2 separate regions of the Ovis aries genome follow, and region 1 is linked to region 2. The links are chromatin contacts, called in public Hi-C maps. All regions are on one chromosome and are shown on one strand. The core of a region is the stretch at or near the end of the contact, and the rest is flanking DNA. Distances in the headings are between cores, read along the strand shown. Region 1 holds the start of PPFIBP2 (PPFIA binding protein 2). Region 2 overlaps PPFIBP2 (PPFIA binding protein 2).

Region 1 (5,009 bases), core at 205-2,704, 150 kb after region 2:
TCCTGAAATTATCCCAGGTTTTACACAGTCAGATGAAAAATAAATTCCTACAACACTTTGCTCTTACCTCCTTCATACCATTTATTTCATTCTACTTGTCAGGCACCTGTGGCACATAGCTGACCCAGTAAAGAGACCATAATGCTGTTTATCTCTGTAGTAGCAATATGCTAATAACTGGCACATCACTGAATCTCAAGTAATACTAACAATAATGTATTATTAAGTAAAAATTATGAACGAGTGCAGTAAAAGTCCACCATTCCCCCTCATCTCCCACTTCAAAATCATCTAAATATAAGCAGATTACATACAGACTACCTAAGCCTCAAGTAAAAAAGAAAACCTCTAAATCAAGTATTTTTTCATGTAGTACAAATAACAAGCAAAGACTGAACAAACAGAAGATGAATTCTGTGTACAGCCAACTGCCTTTGTTGGGCATTAAACTTCATAGAATGCAACATAAAATTTGGTAACATTGCAGATTTGTAGTATAATTGATTAAGGTACTGGGAGAAAGATATGAGACAGGAAGTGAACTAAAATATACAAAGGGAGACAAACATCCAGCTGCTCTAAAAGTAAAAATGCTCTGGATTTGTCTTTTAAGAGGACTGACTAAATGCTGGCTAGAGTGCCTGTTTTGATCTTATGCGCACTTTGGAAGCCCTGGTCTTTAAATATATAATCTTATTTTCATCTGAGTAACAACTGAAGGTCTGGAGTCAGGATGTCATGAAGGAGAGGAACCCTCTTTCAAACAGAACCATCCCCGTTTTGCCGTCTATTGGGACGCTGTGGCTTGAGGTTTGGAAAAGCCTGTTGCATTTTTCCAATTACAATACAGAGTTGATTTCAGCTAAGGCGTTGTAGCTGGACGCACGCTCTGTGGAACATCGATTTGCTTGGGCAAAACGGACCGTAAGCTTCCCGACCACCTTGGGCTATCTCTCTAGACTACGCCGCTGCTCCAACCGACTGAGCAGAGCTCTGACACACTACACACAACTAGGATGACTGGCCACCCTGCGCATCTCTAGGGCCATCCCGGCACCTGTAGGGGCGCGGACAGTCCGTAGACTCCAGACAGGACTGGGAGGAGACACGAAGCAAATCCCCAGGAGTTATAGTCTCCTCGCAATCTGGCAAAAGAAGGGGAGGAGGGTCCCCGCCCTCGCGTCTGGGATACACTCGGGGATCTCAGTTCCTAAGCCAATTCCCCTGCGGGGGCTCCCAGTTCAGCCTGCGCAGTGGGCCCGGGGGGCGTGGGGAGAACCCACTGACCTGAGTTTGGGGCTCCTCTCCGGACAGCTCAGGTGTGCGGGCCTTTCACTTGTCCCCCCCACCTCCGAACATGAGAGCCGAGAAACGAACAGCAGGCCACTGACCCACCGACCAACTAACCGACCAACCAGCGGACCGACCGGCAGCGGCCGCGTCCGGAGCCCACGTGACGGGGGCGGGGACCCACGGCAGACTCGGGAGGCTAGTCCAGGAGCGCCGGCTCCCAGACCGCCCACCTTCCCCCGGGACCGCCCCTCCGCCACGCCCCCTCCCTCTAGGCTCCGTGGCAGCCCGCAGGGACCCAACCGCCACGAGTTCTAGTTCCTTAGCGACCTGCCTCGTCAACCCCGCCCCTTCGGACCTGCTCAGCCCCGGCCGGTCCAGCCCCAGCCCCGCCCAGCCCCAGCTCCAGCACCGCCTCCTAAGCCGACTTTACCGTTCCCCTAAGCCCCGCCTCTCTTCGGCGGCCACGCCCCCTAAGAGCCCCGCCCCTGCCCTTGTCACCTCCCTCTCCAGCACCCTTCCTGCCCCGGGTGATGCCTGGCGGTCCTCGGCTCCCTGTTCCCTGGGCTTCTCCAGACCTTGAGCACCGTTCCTTGGCCATAGGGAAGAAAAGCGAAAAGCAGAAAGGGAACTTGGGTCGAGAATTGCAAAAAGAGTTGTCATAGAAAGAATGTTTTAGAGGCAGTCCCAGAGCAGCAACCGTCGGGTGTGCGGACTTCTGGGCCCAAGCGATCTAGTTCAAATTGAGGTTGGCCTGATGGCAGTCTCATTTCTTGTCTCTGAGCGCCCCCAATTCGGAAGACTGAGTCACCCTAGGATCTGGCCGCTCTCGAACCCCGCGACCTGTAGTGGAGGTCCCTCTAGCGGTCAGCGTCAGTCAACGGCGCCGGCGCCCGTTCTTGTGAACAGCTGGGGACAAGTAGTCCTGTCCTGTGCCCAGCATTTAGGCGGGGGTTCCACAGGCACAACAAAAGCTTTGCTGAGCACAGGAATGGACTATAGGATCGGGGCAGGACTGGGCCTTTGGGGACCTAGTCCAAGGCCTTCTCCCGGTGTAGGGCATGAATCCCCTTTGGTGGTACTGCTAGATTGTTGCCCTGTCTGGGCCCCAAGACTTGGTTGCTCAGTTCAGCGGATTAAAATCCCTGTGGGCCTCAGATGGCATCGACACCAAGGACTCTGGCATAGTCCCCAGCTCTGGCAGGAGTCACTACCTCCCTAACCTCAGTTTTTATCTACATTTCTACAGGCTGGGTTGTTGATCAACTCCACAAGACACATTATTTTTTATATTATCCTGATGGTCTGAAATTACCAGTGTGCCCAGACTTGTACATGCAAACAAAACTTAAGCCACCCTGGCAAACATGAGACTCTGGTCACTGCAGGAACCTGGCCAGAGGCAGGCCAAGGGCAAAGCCAGCAGAGGAAGGCTGGGGCCCACAAGAGTTGTGTTACAACAGGACACTCTTCAGTTCTCTTTCACTTCCTTAAAATAGCTCAGAGGCTTTTATAGAGGCGGCTGCCATGGTTCACACGAGTTCATGGGTGTTTCCAGATCCCACATGTTATTGCCCTAGTGGACCTGCAGTCCTCAGAAAATGGTAGTCTGTTCTTTAGAACTATACATTACTTTTTAAAAATCATCTTTAAAAATGGTGTAAGTTACAGACATTGAAAATAAATTCTGGTTACCGAAAGGGAAAGGGGAGTGATGAATAAACTAGGAGTTTGGGATTAGCAGCTTCCCTGGTAGCTCAGAGTTTAAAGCATCTGCCTGCAATGCAGGAGACCTGGGTTCGATCCCTGGGTGGGGAAGATCCCCTGGAGAAGGAAACAGCAACCCACTCCAGTATTCTTCCCTGGAGAGTCCTATGGACGGAGGAGCCTGGTGGGCTTCAGTCCACGGGGTCGCAAAGAGTCGGACACGACTGAGCGACTTCACACACAGGTACACACTAATTTATATAATAAACAAGGATTTACTGTATAGCACAGGGGACTATATTCAATATTTTGTAATAACCTATAATTAAAAGAATGTGAAAAAGAATATACTGCATCACTTTGCTGTACACCTGAAACTAATACAACATTGTATATCAATTATACTTTAATTTTTTAAAAATGGTGTAAATAATTGACTTTCCTGCTTACTCACACTTTGGAACCATTTTAGGGGAGGGAACTTAAAAATTACAGCACTGTCTTGTCCCTCCTCCAGAGGCTCTGATTGAATGATCTGGGGGTATGGCTTGGCATCAGGATTTTTAAAAGCTCCTCAGGTAATTCTTAGGTGCAGTCAGGTTTAAGAACCACTGGTCTAGATCTTAGGAGCTTCAATCCTCAGTAAAATCCAACAAGAGACCAGAACTGAAAAGCTCATCTGAAAGAAGCCCAAGAAGTGTCCACAGACCTACATGTTTACCCCTGGCTCCCAGGAAACAAAGTGCCCTGTTAACGGGGGCTTCCAGGAGAAAATGTCTTAACCTAAAAAAGTGATTCTAGCTACAGAAATTTAAGGCATGAGAGTGTGATGTTAGTGGCAGGTGTGCCCTGCATAACTGTCAAAGCAAAGCATATCACACATGAATGGTAGACAGCACATCACAGGCAGCCTCTCTGCGCCTCCAAAGGAACCGTGTATGCAGGATTTATGAGTAATCCCACTCTGATTAATGCCCCTGCTACCCTCATCTGTGAGGCACATTCCTTTTCCCTGTGAAACAGGTAATGTTATTTTACCCATGAGGCAGCAAATGGCCCCCAGTCCATGGAATGGGTAATATCACCACATTTATTTATTCATACCTGCCTCATTCCACAATGGATTTGAGCTCTCTGTATCACTCTGTTAGAACTGTGGGTAACTGTGCTATGTCCATGGGGTTAGCAATTCCATTCTGCCAAACAGCTACTCAAATGCTATGGGAAAGAAAAAGAAAAAACAACCACCCCTCTCTTCACTGCCTATGGTCCCAGCCTGGGCTTGGCAGAGGTCGAAAACAGCTGCAAACACACAGAGCAAACCCTCTCATGTGACCAACCTGGGGAGACAGAGGCCCCAGCACATGACACAGACTGGCACCACAGCCTGCACTTGTGGCCCGAACCAGCCTGCAGTGAACAAATGTGTGGGAAAGAGTTTGAAGAAGCCCCTCCAGACAGGCCCAGGTGGTCTCTGTCCCCTGAGCCACGTGGCACGCCTGCTGTGGCAGGGAGTCCCTTGCCTGCTATCTGGCATCCATCCAGATTCCAGAATACTTACTGAAGGCCTCAGTGAGTTGGGGATTGTTCACAGTAAATCCAGGCACAGGCAGCACTCCCTGAAACGTTTATGCTGAGGGCATGTAGGCAAATACAACCTGATGAGGTTTATTTGCTTAGTGTTACTTTTATTGTGTTTCAGGCAAGAAGAAAGAAGCAGGGGAAGGTAAGGCAAGATGAGTCTACAGAAGGGTCCTCAGCCTTAGGCTGGTTTTCTAGAGGAAGTAGCTTTTCAAAGGCCTAAAGGAGGGTCTTGTGCAGGCATGAAACTAGCTAAAGGGGCAGGCTATTATTTTTCGGCTGAAATGATTAACAAATTTCTGAGAAAAGGTTGGGTGAACAAACATATATTTGATGCTTTCTTGGACAATGACAAGATTATGGGCTTTGCGGTATTTTCTAGCTCTTTCCTTTTGTAGCTTTGGTACTTTGAATGACTCACCGAAACCCTC
Region 2 (4,881 bases), core at 908-3,407:
GCAAAAACTGGCAGAGTAGCAGCATTGTTTGAACCTGGTGTCACTGGATTTCTTACGCACGTGTACATGTGGGTAGCGGGGCAGAGTGAGGGATACAGGAGAGAGAGAAAGAGGAAGACAGCTCGAGAGAATTCTCTGAAGTACAGTGGCGGCGTGACACAGGTCAGTCTCTCAGAGGGCCAGTGGGGGCTGGGGGAGATGGTGGCAGCTTAGCCTATTGAGCTCATCCTCAGTGAGGTCCCTACTCAGAGAAAGACACAGTGCCGGGCACTGCACGATGAGTAAGGTAGGTCCTCCCTTCAGATGTTTCTTTTAATCACAAATCATCCCATGCCTGTCCCCTGCTTTAAACCTCTCACTGCTTCCAGTAGTCCCTCCCTGGACACTGTTGTCTCCAAGGTCAATTCCAGGAGGCTGGCCTTTCTTGATCAGGGCTCCAGCTGACCTCACCAGATCCTTCCTTCCTTGGGCCTCCTTCTCTGGCTCAGTGGTCCTCAACTAGAGGGGAGCTATTGACATCTAGAGGGAGAGACCAAGGATGTTGCTAACCATCCTAGAGCACACGGGATGGCCCCAGCACAGTGACGTACCAGCCCCAAAAGACAGCAATGCAGGGGCCAAGAAGCTCCGCTCTTGTCATACCAACTTCAGGTACTTCCTTGGGCGTGCTGGGATGGTTCAGGTCCATCCGCCTGGAGTGCCTTTCCCCTCTGGCATACTTGGCCCTGACTCATCTTTCAAAATTCAAGTATCACCTCTTCCTTGGAGGCTTTTCAGTCCCCCTCCCCAGCCCTCCGTTAAAAATGACAATTTGCTCTTTGAGGCTGTAGACACTTCTACTGGAGCCTCTGTAATGCTCAGCACATGCTCTTGTCTGAAACAGACCTGTACTCCTACCCTGGACCATCCACACCCTCAGGCAAAGACCTTGGCATTCACCCCTGTATCCCCAGTGCTCCTTGGCCCAGAATGGAAGGTATTTAACCCACACATGTGAGGGAATGTGACGATGGAGAAGGGCCTTACTCTTGTCTGCAGGAGCCTGTCTGTAGCTGGTGCTCAGGTGAGCTTGTGCTGTGCATGGGTGCAGACAGGTGCCACACCACCTCAAGGAGAGCCAGGAGGTGCTCAGGTGAGACAGCACCCTGGGGTGGGGACCTCCAACCCTCAGTGAAAGCCTCCTCAAAGAGGCTGGGCTGATCTGAACCTCGGCAGACAGGATTCAGCCTCATGACAGGGAGGAGGAGAAAACTACATTCCGGTGAGGGAAAGGCAGGAGCACGGGCTCACGAATGCTGAAGATTCAGAGGGGCCTTGGGTGCCGAGGCTTTTGAAGGCTAACCTGTGGTGGTTGCGGCACTGAGTTCTTAGCAGGATGAAAACAGCGCTTTGGGGAGGCACCTCCAGGGATTGTACAGAGAACACCCAGAGGGGACCAAGTGGGAGACCCTCCCCACCCCGCCGCCCCCGAGGAAGTTAGAGAGATGAGGCCAGAGCTAGCACTGCCACAGGGAGGAGTTAGGGCCGTTGCTCAGGGGGGAAGGCTAGTTGGGAGGGTGAGGTGTGGCCGCTGAGCAGGCGCCTCTCCCTGAGGTAGGACATACCTGAGATGTCTTGCAATGGAAAGGGCCTTCCACTCGAGGGAGCTGTTTGATCAGATAAATTGCCTCTGAGGCTGACAAGGGAAAGGCCGCAGAGATGTCCGCTCAGGTGCTGGGAGGCCCCACAGCCCTGAGAACCTGAGACACCACTGCAGAAAAGGGCAGCCTTGTCAAGGGAGTCCATTCCTCCTTCCCTGCTGTCACTCCAGCCAGGTTCCTGGGAACGGAAATGCACTACAAGCTTTCATACGGAAGCAGCCCCGGAGGGGGCTTCCTATCCCTTCAGTCAGCTCAGAACATTCAGAATTTTTTTTTTCCAGCAAAGCTTTTGTGACTCACAGCCCTTCCCCTTTGGTGTAAGTGCCCCCGGCTGTTGCTAGGGATGGCCTGAGTCATTGAGTGTGTGTGGGCATCTCACTGCCCTCCCTGCAAAAGCACTCTACAGTCCACTTATAAAAGTATAAAAAGTACAAAAGCTGTGGTGGAGAGCACAGCACAGCTGAAAACCTGTGGGCCACCTTGTGGACATCTGTTCCACAGCCTCGCATTGTCCTGTCAGCACCCACGTCGGAGATGCCCTGGGGCCCAGTCTGGGCTCTGTGGGTGGCCGTGGGCGAGCTTCCCATCGAAGCGGACTCGGGCCCACACACGTGCCTCTCTGGGCTGCCAGCCACGAAGAGAGTCATCTCCAGTCCTCAGATCTGGGAGTGGCCAGGCGGGAGTCGGTCAGCAGCTGGTCCTGGCTCAGCATCGTCTGAAAGGACACAGCCGAAGGCCCTGCTCAACAGCATTCAACAGGTCAAGGCTGCCCTGCAGCTGCTCCATGGGGAGCAGCAGGGTCCTGGGTTGGCCCTGACACCAGCGCCCTGTAAGTTCATGGTGTCCCAGGGACACCAACACTGTCAACAGTAGATTGCTCCGACCTTTAAAGGTGCCAGCTCATGGCCACCAAAGGTCTGTCAGAAGTGAGAAGGACAAGGCTGGGTGGGTTCATTTCAGTGTGCGAGCCAAGAAAAAACAAATTGACAAAAGTGATCCTCTTTGGACTCAGGGAAAGTCCCCCAATCTTGTCTTGCCTTGGGTTCGGCCTTTATAATCTGCTCAATAAACCAGCAAAGGCCTCAGCGAGGTGGACGCTGTGGCCAGTGAGCTCATGCTGGGGCAGTCCAGAACTGACAGGCCCTGGGAGGCACCGGGCCTCACCAATGTGATTCTGCTCTCTGGCCTTTTTCCACCAGCTCTGGTCTGCCTGCCAGCCTGGCAAGGAGGATGTTATCAGCCCTGCTTGACAGACAGTGACTTGCCCAAGGTCGCAGACAGGGACAGTCAGTCTCCCTCCAGAGTGGCTCCTCCCCCTGGGTCTGAGCTGCTTCACATGGTGCAGTTCGTCCCAGCTGGACATGCCAGGATGGACTCGTGCCTGTGATGTCCGTAAAGTCAGAGGCGTGACAGGAAATGTGTGTCTCAAGGGCAGAGAGGGCAGAGCCCTGTCCATCAGGCAGGGGTGAGGCCTGGGCTTTGGGCTGACAAGGCAGGTGACCCAGAACTGCTGAGTATCTTGGTCTCCTCACCAGCCCCAGGCCTGGACAGAGGGCCTGCGACCTAGAACACTTTAGCTGGTTTTGGCTCAAGAGTAGCAGCAGGCCAGTGGAGAAGGCCTCTGGGCCTCTATCTGCCTCAGGGCTGGCTCATCTCCGGCACCAGCCCTCCGTCCCATCTGCTCTCCCCCAGCAGAAGCGCTGGTGCTACAGGCTCTGGATTAGACAGCGGGGCTAAGCCAGCCCCACACCAAACTCCCGGGGCCTCCCCAGCACGGGTCCTACTATAGAGAGAGGGCCAGAGTCCTACCGTGAGGCGGTGAATGTCTTGGGAGAGGAGCCCTATCTGCGTCACGGTGCCTTCCGAAGGTGCCATCTGTAAAATGGGCAGTGGCCTGGTCAGTGCTCATGGACTGAGCTCAGGATTTGCAGAGGTGGTTTGCAAGTCCTATCCTGCCTGGGCCTGCTCCCTGGGAGAGTGGGCAAGGAGTGGGCCAGGCCCTGGGGAGCGACATAGGGGTGAAGCACGCACTGCTCATCCCTGGGGAAAGGCAGAGCTTCCACTGTCCCACACCGTCACTTACACTGCCGCGGTCCCACTTCAGTGCCAGCTCTGAGGGGACACAGGAGCATGGAGAGTGGGATGAAGGCCTTTCTGATGCCGACCTCAGAAAGGACCAGCAGGACCTCAGACACTGATGCCCCAGTGTAGGCATAGCCAGGTATCCTCACTGCCAGGAACCTCCGGTCCCACCTGCTCAGGCAATGCCGGTCCGCTCCTCCTCCCCAAAACCTTTGTGGACATTGTAAATTTGCCCTTTGAGGGCATTGCATATAACCCATCATTTTACAGGTGGGAAAACTGGGCCCCACCAAGAGATACAGGACTTGCTTGAGGCCGCACAGAGTTAGTGACATCGCAGTCCCATGCAGGGTTTGAAAGCAGGCACATGCGGAGAGTCTCCCACCAGGACATGAGAGAGGAACAAGGGGTAAAGCCTGCCCTGACTACAGCTCCAAACCGCTGTGCCCAGCTCTCAGCCCCGGGGAGCACCTCTCGTCAGTAGTCCCGGCCCTGGGATCAAACAGCAGCTGTGCTAACAACTTGCAAGCCAGTGCCCACATTCCTTGCTAACTGGACTTCAAAGGAGGCTGGGAGGCCATGGCCTGAGGCTGCTGGTACTTTGCATCACCTCCATCTGGAACAGAACCAGAGTTCAAACTGGGCTTGTGAGGCCCTGCTGCGGCCACCAGTTATGAGGCTGCTGTCTGGATTCTGCAGACAAGGCCCAGGAGACCCAGTGGAGCCAAAAGCTGCACTGGGCCCAACTGGGATTTCATGAGCAGGAGCCCAGACTGGCGGGTGCATCCCTCCCCTGTCCTTGGCCAGACCAGGCCCAGCTAGAAGACCCACTTTCAGTCAGTCAGCCTCTAAAACAGGAAGCCAGGTCTCTTCCAGCTCCACCAAGGCAGAGCAACCCCTACACAGGCCCAGGGAGGGCAGTCACAGCGGAGCCCGCACAACACACGCAAGAAGAGAGGCTTGCCAGCAAGGCAGGCTGGTTTCCCCTCGCAAGAATGGAGACCAGCTTCAGGGTCTGCACAACAGCAGAATGTGAGGTGCAAAGTGCCTCTGGGCTTCCCACTGGGCCGTGTACCCTGAAGTGAGGCCACAGGCTCCTCCAAAGGCTGGGAGAGGGTGCCTCCTTGCCCCATCCCCCTCGCTCAGGACACCTGCAAAT

What was found. A called contact is a pair of places that touch in the nucleus more often than the background predicts.
Region 1: a Hi-C map of hypothalamus shows a contact between it and region 2, with 5 times the contacts expected there. The contact joins the promoter of PPFIBP2 here to the enhancer-like site in region 2. A contact is called at or near these places in 2 of 16 Hi-C or Micro-C datasets (hypothalamus and skin fibroblasts).

What each region holds. Positions count from the first base shown.
Region 1 is chr15:44,872,763-44,877,771 of ARS-UI_Ramb_v3.0, forward strand. PPFIBP2 (PPFIA binding protein 2) reads right to left here and starts at 1,455. Exons shown (of 26, transcript XM_042233096.1): 1 at 1,288-1,455. It overlaps OLFML1 (olfactomedin like 1), which reads right to left. Exons shown (of 3, transcript XM_004016189.6): 3 at 3,253-5,009.
Region 2 is chr15:44,717,259-44,722,139 of ARS-UI_Ramb_v3.0, forward strand. It overlaps PPFIBP2 (PPFIA binding protein 2), which reads right to left. Exons shown (of 26, transcript XM_042233096.1): 26 at 1-3,515. The coding sequence ends at 3,279. Among named protein-coding and RNA genes, the nearest start is that of OVCH2, 62 kb to the left of the region's middle. Within about 2 kb of position 2,158, at least 17 of the 54 cell types and tissues checked have an H3K27ac peak or open chromatin away from gene starts, as enhancers often do. A contact at or near this core is called in hypothalamus, where this site is marked.